Regions from separate parts of the Pan troglodytes genome. Here all the other regions are linked to region 3. A link is a contact called in public Hi-C and HiChIP or PLAC-seq data. All regions are on one chromosome and are shown on one strand. The core of a region is the stretch at or near the end of the contact, and the rest is flanking DNA. Distances in the headings are between cores, read along the strand shown.

Region 1 (4,481 bases), core at 1,192-3,691, 150 kb after region 3:
CCCACACTGGGCATCCTGATACATCATTTGAAGCACAGAATTTTAGATTAGGATGTTTCCTTAGGAATCAACTAGTCTAGCCTCTGTATTTTACAGATGAGCAAACTGATGCCCAAAGAGGTCATACAAGTTAGAAAAAAAGAACCAGAACTAGAACCCCTTATCTCAAATCCAGGTTTCTCTCCCTGAACCTTCCACCCTCAGCTTTTCAAGGTCATATACAAATATTCACAGAACATAACCACATTTTTACATTTATGTCTGTTTTCTCAAGGGAGGTGTGATCTAAACTCTGAAGGCCAGAGTTCCAATTTTAGCACTGTCACTTACCAGCAATGTGACTATGGGCACATTATTTAGCTTTTCTGTGTCAGAGCTTCCTCATCTTTAAAAGGGAGGTAATAATATCTACCTCATAGGGTTGCTATAAAGATTAAAAGTGTTAATGCATCTAAAGCATATAGAATACTGCCTAGCACAAACTCCCAATCAACTTTCTTTCCCCCCAGCTAAATCATAAGTTGTCTACATTCCCAGTGTTTTGCAAGTAGCAACTCTCAGTGGATGTTCGAAGTTTGAAAGAAAAACTGGGGTTGCAGCTGGGAGTGATACATCAATGGTTTTAGCCAGATGAGAGTTGTCAATATCAATCGATCTAATCCTAGGGAGACTCAGAATCCTTTTAATATTCTACTGGAATTCCCTGTAGGCTTGAAGCACGGGGACCAAGACCACAGGATTTTGTCAGCCTTAAGAGACAAATTTTCTCTCTAAATCACAGACTGTGACAAGTCAGATCATAACACCTGGATCCCACATTGTCCTGTTACTGTACAAAGCAGAGTTCAGGAGAAACGCTACCCAAGGAACAGCATCATAGACTGCTCAGCAGAGAGTTCTTGGTGGGAGAATTACTTTGCTTTCCTTCTTCACCAAAAATGTTACAGGTAAACTCTGGAAATGGTGCCTGGCACACTGTATGTGCTCAAAACTATGCGGGAGGTAAGGGCTGGGGTGGGAAATTGAGGCAAGGAGCAGAAAAGACATTCAGCCGTGAACTTAACCTGGCTAGGACGGTCTCTGTCAACTTGATGCGGGAGAAACACAAGGGGTTCTGTGCTGGGAGAAAATCCTGTTCTAGACCTCTGTGATCTTGGGCAAGTCTCCTAATTTCTATGGACACCAGCTTCTTCATTTTTAAAAAGGAGCTGAACTACCTGCATGTCCTCCAGCTCTAATATTCTGCCTCCCTAAGTCCTTTAAAGCATTGCAAATTTCCTCTTGGAAAAGTCATCTTAGAAAGTAAAACATTCCCCTGGACATTTCTTTCAAGCCCAGCAAGCTATTAATTATGGTCATAAAGTTAATTAGTTTCCCGGACTTCCAGTTCTACAGGTCTGAAAAACAGGATTACTGGGTCCAGGAAAGGCCCAGTTCTGGTGAAACCAAGGCTCGGCTGGGAGCTGAGTCATTCTTCTCGTAGCAACTTTTTCTTACTCCTATCAGATTGCGAACTGCTAGTCACACCACCTACAGGTGGTATCCCAAACCTGATGCCCTTGAAAGAGTGGTAGCAAATCCCAATAGCTCTAAATCTGAAACCATTGCATTAAAGATGTTGTTATGATTATTAAAAGCATTATCAACTAGGATCACATGCGGCTACGTGTCTCGGTGGGCGACAGCTAAAGAAACTCGCAAGCCCGTTGTTCCACACCAATTTCAGCGCGATGGAGACCTCTCCAGTCTCTCCACATCTTCTCTTTGCCGGGCGGAGGGAGGAGGCTCTCTCCATCCCCACGACTGCGTTCTGGGGCAAGTCGAGACGAGCACGCCTGGCTGCTACCTCCGCACCCGCGTCCCACAAGCTTGCTTTCGGGGATCTCACACATCAACATGGAATCTCTCCAGAGGCCAGAGGAGAATGAGGGGCACTCGCGAGGACTAAGGTAGAAAGCCAGGATCCCCGGGCTGCGGGCGAGCGCGTCTCCCATGGCTCCCCAGGCTCAGCCGCTGCCTCTTCTGGGCAAATGCAAAGCAAGCAACGCACCCACCCCCCGCCCTCCCCGGAGGCCGACCTGGAAAAGGAAGAGCGGGACGGTGTCTACAACTGTTCCTCAGCCACAGACAGTCCCAGGATCATGGCCCAGAGAGAGACAGAGAAAGAGAGAAAGGGACAGGATTAACTCACTGCTGCTCCAGATCATCGGCCATAGTAAACAAGCCTTGCCAGGTCCTGGCGAGCCCGCCCAGCGCCTGACGCCAGCACCAGCTGACCCGGGAGGCCGCGGGGAACAAGGGGGCGTGGCCGCGCAGGGGGCAGGGCTCGCGGCGGGCCGGCGGTCGGCGGTGGGACTCTCAAAACTCTGCAACTTGGTTTCAGCTAGTGGGGCCCTTGCTGTGTTTTCAATCACTGGCATGTGTCCCGGCAGAGATGTCTCTGACGGTCTCAGAATAGGACAGTAATCCTGGTCACACATTTGGGGGAGTCCTTGCAGGAGCTCCGACAGCCCTCCCTTCTCTCATAAGTAAAAAGTGGTAGAACTACGCCTGCACGCTCGCACCCACTCTTTGGGCTTCCCATTGTAACTGTGTCCTCCTGAAATCGACCCTTGTTAATGTTCCTTCTAGTAAGAGGCTTAAATGTTTGTGGAGACAACACCATTGGTTGAATGCTCCTACAAAGGGCCTGGATGCCAGATTTCGAAACTAAAATACAGGACACCTAGTTAAATGTAAATTCCAGATTTAAATAAAGCAAATACTTTTTTAGAATAAGTATGGGCCATGCAGTATTTGGGACATAAGTAGGCATCCTGTATTTTCTCTGGCAAACCTAAACCTATATGACATCTGCCAAAATGGGCATATCTCTGCTCTGATGTTGACTCTGACCCCAACCTATTTTCCAGGGAAAATATAGCTCAACTCCAGGTCACCCTCAGTTTGGAGGATAACAGTTGAAGGACTCACCAATAAGGCTAGGTCTCCTTTCGGTATGTAAATGCGGGGACAGGGAGATAAGGCTGGCTTGGCCCAGAGGTCCTGAGTGCACTTCAGTTTGCTCAGCAGAGGAGCTAAATCTTGAGGCTGGCTGCTGAATTTGCTTGTATTGGTAAACAGGGCCTGACCTCCCTGGAACTGTCAGATTTCAGATCATCCCCTTAGTTAAAACCAGACTAGGGGTGGGGCGCGGTGGCTCACGCCTGTAATCCCTGCACCTTGGGAGGCCAAAGTGGGTGGATCACTTGCGGTCAGTAGTTCGAGACCAGTCTGGCCAACATGGTGAAACCCCATCTCTTACTAAAAATACAAAAAATTAGCCAGGTGTGGTAGCAGGCACCTGTAATCCTAGCTACTGGGGAGGCTGCGGCAGGGAGAATTGCTTGAACCCAGGAGGCGGAGGTTGCAGTGAGCCAAAATTGTGACACTGCACTCCAGCCTGGGAGACAGAGTGAAAGTCCATCTCAAAAAACAAAAACAAACAAGCAAACAAACAAAAAAAACCAGACTGGGGAGTGGTGGAGGATGGGTGAGAGAATGCTGGTGCACAGGGGTTTATCAAAGCATTTTTCTTTAGCCTTCCTGCAGGACCCAGATGATTCTGAGATTTCTTCTTTGTAGCAACACAGTGTTAAGCTGATCATTATAAAGACTTAACGTTTAGGAGAACCAGCATTTATAGAGTTTAGGGGCTTAGGAATTTGCCAGATGTGGTACAAAGTAGTTCAACTAGCAGAGGACTTGTCTCTTTCATGCAACCTTTTTTTTTTTGAGACTGATTCTCACTGTCACCTAAGCTGGAATGCAGTGTCATGATCATGGCTCACTGCAGCCTTGAACTCCTGGGCTCAAGGGGTCCTCTTGCCTCAGTCTTCTAAGTAGCTAGGACTACATGTGCCCAGCTAATTTTTTTTTTAGTTTTTGTAAAGTTGGGGTCTTGTTATTTTGCCCAGGCTGGTCTCAAACTCCTTGGCTCAAGCTATCTTTCTGCCTTGGGCTGTCAAAGTGCTGGGATTACAGGGGTGAGCCAACAAACTTGGCTTCGTTCAATCTTTCAACAAAGCACAGTGGTTCTAAACTTCAGTATGCATAGAATCATTTGGTGGATTTATTAGAAATTCAGATTTCTGGGCTGGGCATGGTGGCTCACGCCTGTAATCCCATCACTTTGGGAGGCCGAGGCAGATGGATCACGAGGTCAAGAGTTTGAGACCAGCCTGGCCAACATGGTGAAACCCCCTCTCTACTAAGAATACAAAAATTAGCCAGGTGTGGTGGCGCGTGCCTGTAATCCCAGCTACTCAGGAGGCTGAGGCAGGAGAATTGCTTGAACACGGGAGGAGGAGGTTGCAGTGAGTTGAGATCGTGCCATTGCACTCCAGCCTGGGGGACAGAGCAAGACTCCATCTTGGAAAAAAAAAATTCAGATTTCTAGCGCCTACCCTCTGAGATTCGGATTCAGCTGGTTTGGCTTGATG
Region 2 (4,668 bases), core at 487-2,986, 180 kb after region 3:
ATTAACAACCTAGGACCACCTGCTCAGCTGGGAATTATGGGCCCAAAGCACAGCAAAATCCTCAATCCCAGATTGTAGTGTTAAATCTTTCTATGGAGAGTATGTTCATAGAAAAATCTTTCTCTCTGGGGGATTGCCCAGATTGTTTTTCATAGAGATCCTTCATTTGAATTATACTATACTGTCCTGCTCTCAGTTTTTAAAAATATACATTTATTTGCTCCTTTTATGTGCTTCTAACTCAGCTATATGTGCACTGTGCCACAGCACTTTAAAAATAGTTCCAAGTAAATTCTCAATATTTATACCAACTCAGAAGGTAGAACAAAACAGATTGAATGTCTTTATATTTTCCAACTAAGTTGAGAGTTTGATATTAAAAAAAAATTCTGTAATATAGCTGATCTTACATGAATTTGGGGGTGACAAACTCTAAACTACTCTGAAAGAAGCAGGTCAAAAGAAAATGGCATTGGGTTAAAAAAATAAATAATTCAAGGGGAAGTAAGGAAGTTAACAGATAATGAGTGCTGTGCTTTAAGTACTTCTTGTTCTATATCATTTTATTTTCAGAATAATTTCATGAGGATAGGCCTGCTGTTCTCATTTACAGATGAGGAACTGAAGTTGAGAGAGCCTGGCTAGGATGGCTGAGCGCGGTGGCTCACGCCTGTAATCCCAGCACTTTGGGAGGCCGAGGCGGGTGGATCACCTGAGGTCAGGAGTTCGAGACCAGCCTGGCCAACATGGTGAAACCTCATCTCTACTAAAAAGACAAAAATTAGCTGGACGTGGTGGCCGGTGCCTGTAATCCCAGCTACTCGGGAGGCTGAGGCAGGAGAATCGTTTGAACCCATGAGGCGGAGGTTGCAGTGAGCCCAAGTTGCACCATTGCACTCCAGCCTGGCAAGAGTAAGACTCTGTTTTCTAAAAAAAAAAAAAAAAAAAGAGCCCCTTGGTAGAAATCTTATAACTAATGTATCTATCCAGGTGATCAAGAAAGACTCAATATTTTTTATTTTTTAGACTATACAAATGAAAATACAAAAGCAAAAATGCTCCCAGTGAGCTTCTGACCCCCAGAAATCCATGCACACCTGAAATGATCAGTTTTTGATGTGTAGGTGGCGGCATATTTTTGAATGAATCCATGACAGAAAGAAGCTCAGTGGATTTCAGTATTTAAAAATGTATATACTTTAGTTTTTTCCATGTTTGTTCTTCTGTGTTTCTTTGTGAAATTCTTTTTTTTTTTTTTTTTTTGAGACAGAGTCTTACTCTCTTGCCCAGGCTAGAGTGCAGTGGTGCAGTCTTGGCTCACTGCAACCCTGCCTCCCGGGTTCAAGCAATTCTCCTGCCTCAGCCTCCCCGAGTAGCTGGGACTACAGGCACTTGCCCGGCTAGTTTTTGTATTTTTAGTAGAGATGGGGTTTCACTCTGTTGGCCAGGCTGGTGTTGAACTCCTGACCTCGTGATCCACTCGCCTTGGCCTCCCAAAGTGCTAGGATTACAGGCGTGAGCCACTGCACCTGGCCTGTGAAACTCTTTTTTTAAAAAAAAAAAAAAATCTCAGTCCATCTCAGGTGTTCTGAAGGGTAATGAGGAAAAGAAGGACAGAACTGTATTGGATCACAGTTTGAGAATTAAAGTTCCTGATGAATTGGGCCCTGGATCAGAAGGAAGGGTGAACTGGGCCCAAAGGGACAAAACCTTGCTTGAAAATGTGCTCAGCTCCCAGGGAGATAGTTGCCAAATGCCTGTGCCTTGTTAGCATTGTTTTGTTTTTATAATGGAGACCATTCTCTCACAAGTCTTAAAAAATTCAGTGTTTGATCCTAGCTGGAACAAGGGGGCTACAGGGTTGGGCAGAACATTTTATACTCTGACTGGCAGCACTATTTACAAACATGAAATTGTGTTGGCTTTTCGAATTCAGTTAAAGTATAGTAATCTAGAAAATTTCCTCGGGAAGGGGATCTTGATGTTATTCTGTGGGCTTTGCTGCCACCTAGTGGATTGTATGTTTCATGTGTTGAGAGACTACTACAAAACATAAGGAGTTGAGTTTGGGGGAAGAAGCTACTGATACCTGTGTTAAAAAACCTAGTTTCTTTCCAGTCATTGGGGGGCAGCAGAGGTCCAGGTAGGTTTAGATGCTGGGTTGGGGGTTGCTTTACATTCTGGCCAGAAGTGGGCAATGTCGAGTTAGGAACAAAAGGGCATAGAACCCTAAAGTGGCCCTAGATTTTGTTGTGTGGGGGAAGACCAAGACTGTGCACATAGACCCTCAGGTTTCCCGTTTGATTTCTTTTTTTCACCTCCTTAGTTTGAGAGCTTCTTTTTTTGGTTTGTTCTACGTCTTTTATTCTCAATGGTGACCTCCCACTGGCAATAATCTTTAATTTTTTGTTGGTGGAGGGGCCCATTTAGTTTTTATTTCATTTTCTCTTTGATATTTCCACCTCATATTGAATTAGGTCCTGCCACCAAATAAGCTCTCTCAGAGGGAACTGTCCTACATTTGTAGGAAATCTGAGGTAGTCACATCATAACTTTTTTCAACTCATTTTTCTCTGTTTAGAAGGTGAGATTAATTATATATTTTTTTATGTGCTGGGGTCTTGCTACGTTGCCCAAGCTGGGAACTCCCTGGGGTCAAGTGCTCCTCCTGGCTGAGGCTTCTGTGTAGCTGGACCTACAGGTGTGTCACAGTGCCTGGCTCTGAGATTAGTTCTTTACCTTTCATTCTTAAAACTTTGAATCTACTTATTTTATTTGCTAAAAAGTGCTAATTGATGACTCTACTTGTTTATTGAACTCTATTTTATATTTGGTGTATTTAAGGCTACCAAAGAAAAAAGAATATCGAAATAGATTTATATTTATGAATTTCATTGCTGCCCTAACTCACTGCCTTATTTTCTCCATCCCCCCAGCTTGGATGACTCCTATTCCAAGTCATTCCCACCCCTCAGGTTGCATAGGAGCCCTTAGTCTACTGCATTCCTCCAGTGCTGCACTTATCACATTGTTATGAAACTATTCATTCACTTTCTTCTCTCTCCCACTGGACTCAATTGTGAACAGTAACAGTGTGTGTTTGTTGAATGAGTGTATGAATGAATAAACCTTTTTTTTTTTTTTTGAGACGGAGTCTCGCTTTGTTGTCCAGGCTGTAGTGCAGTGGCATGATCTTGGCTCACTACAACCTCCGCCTCCCGGGTTCAAGCAGTTCTCCTGCCTCAGCCTCTCGAGTAGCTGGGACTACAAGTGTGTGCTCCCAAGCCTGGCTAATTTTTGTATTTTTAGGAGAGACATGGTTTCACCATGTTGGCCAGTATGGTCTCTATCTTTTGACTTTGTGATCTGCCTACCTTAGCCTCCCAAAGTGCTGGAATTACAGGCATGAGCCACTGTGCCCGGCCAAATAAACAATTTTTAACTGCAAGAAAAAGTTATGTTATTAAGTTACTTGGATGCTAAAACATGGAAAGTGGTACGAAAGAAAAAAAGCCAAGGCAAAGATTCATAGGAGAGGCTGTGGGGTGGGGAAGAACATGAGACAAGAAGTCAGAGGAGGGGCTGGTGCGGTGGCTTAGGCCTGTAATCCCAGCACTTGGGGAGGCCAAGGTGGGAGAATCGCTTGAGGCCAGGAGTTTGAGACCAGCATGGGCGATATAGCAAGACCTTGTCTCTACCAAAAATCAAAAGAATTAGAGGGGCGTGGTGGCGTGTGCCTGTGGTCCCTGCTACTCAGAAGGCTGAGGTGGAAGGATTGCTTGAGCGTGGGAGGTCAAGGCTGCAGTGAACTGTGATCATGCCACTTGCACTCCAGCCTGAGTGACAGAGTGAGACCCTGTCTCAAAAAAAAAAAAAAAAAAAAAAAAAATCAGAAGACTTGTATTGTAGGCTTTGCTCTGTTAACTAGTTGAATGGACAAATAAACTTAACCTCTGAGCCTCAGTTTCTCTGTCTGTGTTGTGAGAGGATTGGTCTGGATGTTCATCAAAGTCTCTTGCCACTGTTAATGCCTCTCAGCAGGATTCTTGATGGTTCTTTTATGTTTGAGGAGGATTGTACTGTTTTTGTGGATCCTCATTTGGGCTTTGCTTTCTGTTTTCTCCTTAATTGTTGCTTTTTATTCATATTTTCAGATTCCCATTATCCATTTATAGGAGGTAGAAAGTTAAATGTGATTATAACAAGATGCACATATTTGTATGAAGCCTTTTACAAAAAATAAACATTGGTAAAATGCCTTCTAGTTCCCACGTTAACAGGCTTGTAGGATTCACATACATTCCACATATACTTTTACATAGATCAGCTCATGTGATCCTTCCTTCCTACCCAGTGATGTGGAGACAGACAAATAGTAGTATTCCTATTTTACACTTGAGGTAATTACACCTTGGTGAAACTTTAGTTGATGTATCCAGGCCCTGGAACTAATAAGTGACTGAGGGGGAACTGGATAGCAGACATTTGGACTCTAAACCTTTATATTCCTTCCTGTTAGGTTTAGGACTCTCAGATGATGGCTTTATATATATGCCATGTTAGAGGGTTTTCATTAAAAATATTAAACTTACTTTTCTTTTTAAGAAATTTTTATTTATTTTAAATTTTCATCAGAGCCATCAGACTGGATGCTTTTCTTTTTTAAAT
Region 3 (4,182 bases), core at 1,672-4,171:
TGATTAGGAATCCTGTTTGTTTCCTTAAACAAAAAGCTGACAGGAGTGGATTTAGCAATTATGTTACTGGCAGTTCGAATGAGGTGATATGAATAAAAGCCAGACGGCTGAGGGAGTAAATGGAAAGAAGTAGGCTAATTGGATGCAGAGCAGTCTTTTAAGTAACAGCTATCAAAAGAATGAAACCCAGTCATCTGTGACAACGTGGATGGAACTGGAGATCACTATGTTAAGTGAAATAAGGCAAGCACAGAAAGACGAACATCGCCATGTTCTCACTTATTTGTGAGATCTAAAAATCAAAACAAATGAAATCATGGGCAGAGAGTAGAAGGAAGGCACCAGAGGCTGGGAAGGGTAGTCAGGGTTGGGAATAGTTAATGGGTAAAAAAAAAATTAGAATAAGATCTACTATTGATTGCACAACAGGGTGACTATAGTCAGTAATAATAGCATATTTTTAAATAAAGAACGTAAAAATTAGCCAGGTGTGGTGGCACACCTGTAGTCCCAGCTACTTGAGAAGCTGAGACATGAGAATCGCTAGAACCTGGGAGGTGGAGGTTGCAGTGAGCTGAGACTGCACCACTGCACTCCAGCCTGGGTGACAGAGCAAGACTCCGTTTAAAAAAATAAATAAAATAAAAAATAAAATAAAAGTGTAATTGGATTGTTTGTAACTTAAAGGATAAATGCTTAAGGGGATGGATATCTCATTCTCCATAATGTGATTATTACACCTTGCATGCCTCTATCAAAACATCTCATGTAGCCCATAAATATATACACCTACTAGGTATTCACAAAAATTAACAACAACAAAATAAATAACAGCCATCAAAGGAAGAAGATAGGGTAGTAAGTGAAGGGGAACTAAGGATGAAGGGAAGAAACCTTCCCCCAGGTAACACATGGGTGTGCCTGAGCATGTTTACATGTTCAGGGTAGGGCAGTGAGGAGGGAAACGCTGAAGACACAGGGGAGAAAAGATAATTGATGGAGCAACGTGGCAGAAAGACACATAATTCAAAGCAGAGTTTTAGCCTTTACAAAAGCAATGCTAGTGGCTTCCCAATTTAGGGGTTTAAGTGCCTGACCTGAACCTCTGTTCTAAACCAGGATAGCTTCATGACTGTTAATAAGGTCCCCTGACTCTAACCCCATGTTTGTATTCAAATATCTATACTTCTTGAATCCCAGATGATCTGGTGGTTTTATAATGCTCTTTAAGAAATATAGGCAGAGTGCATCTAGGTATGATGAACCTCTATCGCTCATTTGAAATCATCTGCTCTTCTGACCCCAGAGCTTCTGCAACTACTTCCTGAATCCATTCAAAGAATTGCCATCTATGAGGTTAAATCCCTAACCCATGTCCAGGGTATATTCCCCTTACATGCAGCAATGGCCCCCCACCAAGGTAGGCCCAGATCGACATGCATAAATTCCAGTAAATTCTGGATCAGCCCCACTGGGGTGTATGACCCCAGCCCCAGTTCAGCGAAGCTCTGCTCTGCAGCAGTTTGGACTACATCTGCAGTCTCTCCAGAAGCCACCTCAGGTACTGCTGTGGGTGAGGGAGTTGCAGCAACAACAGGAGGGGCCTGAACCTGTGTGAAAGAAAGCCTTGTATTATATTTATTCAGTAGCGAACACAAAGAAAGTGAGATCTTTTTATAATAACCAGTACTGGGTTCTGTTCTCTCTACTTCTTGTTCTTCCGGGTTAGCCTAGTGTCTGCAGATTTCAAGCTTAAAAAGGACATCTCATTTTTATCAATAGTTAGGAAGAGAAGTTAGTTTGAGTAAGAATCCATGACTTCCCTTCATGCTGGGAAGTTATTTCTTTTATCACTGTTTTCCAAACTTCAGCCATTTGAATATCACTATCATGATTTTTGCCATATATTAACATGAAACAATTGCTTTTCTTTAAAACAGCTCAGAAAACCAAATATAACATCTCTCCTGTTGTACTTTCAATCATTTCCCCACTGAATTGAAAATCCATCCTAAGCAGAGATGCTATCATTTTGGAGAGCTGTGTGGAGCGTGGACAAGAACTCTGCTCCATATTCCCCCTGCTCCCAAACAAAACAAAATATGAAACCAACCAGGAAACACCACTCCTAATATTGCAGGAATGAAAGGCCTCTTACCTGGACTTCTGCAAACGAGATGGCAGAGGTACTGAGGCTGCGGGGGCCGGAAGCCGCAAGGAAGAGGTAGTGTGGGCGACAGCAGCACGGGGCTACTGGGAATAGGAGCCGTGTGGTCAGCGGTTTCCCAAGCCATTGCGAGGGCCCTGCGACGCTGTGGACCTGAGCGTGTAAAAGGATGATGGAGCCCCTTTACCGGGAGCAGAAGTCCTCGCGTGGGGGCAAACGGGATTCATTATGCTAACTCCCCAAGAAGCAGACAGCTCGGCCACTACAGGAGAGGACATTGCTATCACCGCGCGCAGACCGCTAGCCCGAAGGCATGCAGCGGGTGGTGCCTGCAAAGCGAAGCTCGAACCTGGGTTCCCCGCATCTCAGTTATCGCAGACCCACATCGGAGGGCCCTGAGAACGAGGCCGAGGTGCTCTCGCCAGGGGCGAAGCCAATTCCAGAAGCTGACACCTGGCTGCTGGGCCCATAGTGTCGGGGACTAACCCTAGCGCGTCCTCACATGACCCGAGGTCATGACATTCAGGTCCCGGTGAGCAGGTCAGCGTCTGCTCATACCCCTAGGACGAGCTGTCCTGGGGCCTGGTTCACTGGGTCAGGGCAGCATCCCGGTGCTCAGCCCCGGGGCATCCTTACCCGACGCCCGGACTGTAGCAAGCGCAGAAGCTCCCGGCGTCCGCACATTAGTCCCATCGCCATTTTGCCCGGAAGAGGACTTGCTTTTGCGCCTGCGCACTAAGAACCACAACCCCTCGAGAGGAAGCACTTTTGGAGGCGGGCATGAAGCCAGAATTGTAGCCGCAGATCAGGTGGTAAAAGAGAACGGAGCTTGGCGGCCATATTTGAAGTGGGTAAAAATCTGTAAAGCCACGTTACCATGAGCACGCAGCGAGCCTTTTCTGGAGATTGAAAGGAAGTTGAAGAGCTGGGTTAGCTATCATCGTAAGCTATCATCGTTAGTGATGGCGTAAACCTGGGTAATTTTCCTCTAATGTCGCGATTGTCCTCTGATTTGTAAGTTTAAAAATAGCCTCAGAAAAGGCTTGGCTGTACTTGCAGAGGATTTTTCCCACTCAATGATGTTCGATTCTTTTGATTTTTATTGCTAGGTAATACTGTAATCGCAGGTCCAATGAAATTTGAGGGTAGTCTAGAGTCTGACAGAAATTAAGAGAAGGCAGCTTCTGGGAAATATTTTCCTCCCAGATAAAAAGACGAAGCTTCCAGAGGAGACTTCACCTTTCCATTTTTTTCTTCTGTAAGTGGGGTGGTGTGAGGACTGACCATGAGGGGACAAGTTTCCAGATGAAAAGCTCACGTGCAGGCCGGGCGCGGTGGCTCAGGTCTGTAATCCCAGTACTTTGGGAGGCCGAGGTGGGTGGATCATGAGATCAGGAGGTCGAGACCATCCTGGCCAACATGGTGAAACCCCATTTCTACTAAAAATACAAAAATTAGCCGGGCGTGGTGGTGGGCGCCTGTAATCTCAGCTACTCGGGAGGCTGAGGCAGGAGAATCACTTGAACCCGGGATGCAGAGGTTGCAGTGAGCCGGGATTGTGCCACTGCACTCCAGCCTGGGCAACAAGAGCGAGACTCCATCTCAAAAAAAAAAAAAAAAAAAAAAGAAAAGAAAAACTCACGTGCTGAAGATGGTTGAGGGCAAAGATAGAAAACACCCAAATACTTGATGATATCATTGAGCTGCTGTACCATGCTTGGAACTGCCTATCTCCAGACTTTGTTGTGTAAGTTAATTAAAGGTCTTGGCCGGGTGCAGTGGCTCATACCTGTAATCTCATCACTTTGGGAGGCTGAGGTGGTCTCGATCACTAGGTCAAGAGATCAAGACCAGCCTGGCCAACATGGTGAAATCCTGTCTCTACTAAAAATACAAAAAACAAAAAAACAAAATAACTAGGCGGGCGTGGTGGTGCATACCTGTAGTCCCAGCTACTAGGGAGGCTGAGGCAGGAGAATTGCTTGAATCCGGGAGGTGGAGGTTGCAGTGAGCCG

Evidence for each region. Hi-C and Micro-C count contacts between places; a contact is called where the count stands out from the background. HiChIP or PLAC-seq counts read pairs in DNA pulled down with a chosen protein or histone mark.
Region 1: an H3K4me3 HiChIP or PLAC-seq map of stem cell-derived excitatory neurons shows a contact between it and region 3, with 3 times the contacts expected there. The contact joins the promoter of ABHD4 here to the promoter of OXA1L in region 3. A contact is called at or near these places in 1 of 7 Hi-C or Micro-C datasets (stem cell-derived neural progenitor cells) and 1 of 1 datasets of contacts at active chromatin or transcription factors (stem cell-derived excitatory neurons).
Region 2: a contact with region 3 is called in a Hi-C map of induced pluripotent stem cells, with 2.1 times the contacts expected there. The contact joins the enhancer-like site here to the promoter of OXA1L in region 3. A contact is called at or near these places in 4 of 7 Hi-C or Micro-C datasets (blood, induced pluripotent stem cells and stem cell-derived neural progenitor cells) and 1 of 1 datasets of contacts at active chromatin or transcription factors (stem cell-derived excitatory neurons).

What each region holds. Positions count from the first base shown.
Region 1 is chr15:20,983,931-20,988,411 of NHGRI_mPanTro3-v2.0_pri, reverse strand. It overlaps ABHD4 (abhydrolase domain containing 4, N-acyl phospholipase B), which reads right to left and starts at 2,441. Exons shown (of 7, transcript XM_016925857.3): 1 at 2,192-2,441. The coding sequence starts at 2,214. It overlaps DAD1 (defender against cell death 1), which reads left to right and starts at 3,932. Exons shown (of 3, transcript XM_509838.8): 1 at 3,932-4,481.
Region 2 is chr15:20,955,834-20,960,501 of NHGRI_mPanTro3-v2.0_pri, reverse strand. The region is part of intron 2 of DAD1 (defender against cell death 1); the gene reads left to right. Among named protein-coding and RNA genes, the nearest start is that of DAD1, 26 kb to the left of the region's middle. Within about 2 kb of position 1,736, at least 5 of the 24 cell types and tissues checked have an H3K27ac peak or open chromatin away from gene starts, as enhancers often do. A contact at or near this core is called in induced pluripotent stem cells, where this site is marked.
Region 3 is chr15:21,132,859-21,137,040 of NHGRI_mPanTro3-v2.0_pri, reverse strand. It overlaps OXA1L (OXA1L mitochondrial inner membrane protein), which reads right to left and starts at 2,921. Exons shown (of 10, transcript XM_016925862.4): 1 at 2,804-2,921; 2 at 2,159-2,320; 3 at 1,397-1,610. The coding sequence starts at 2,866.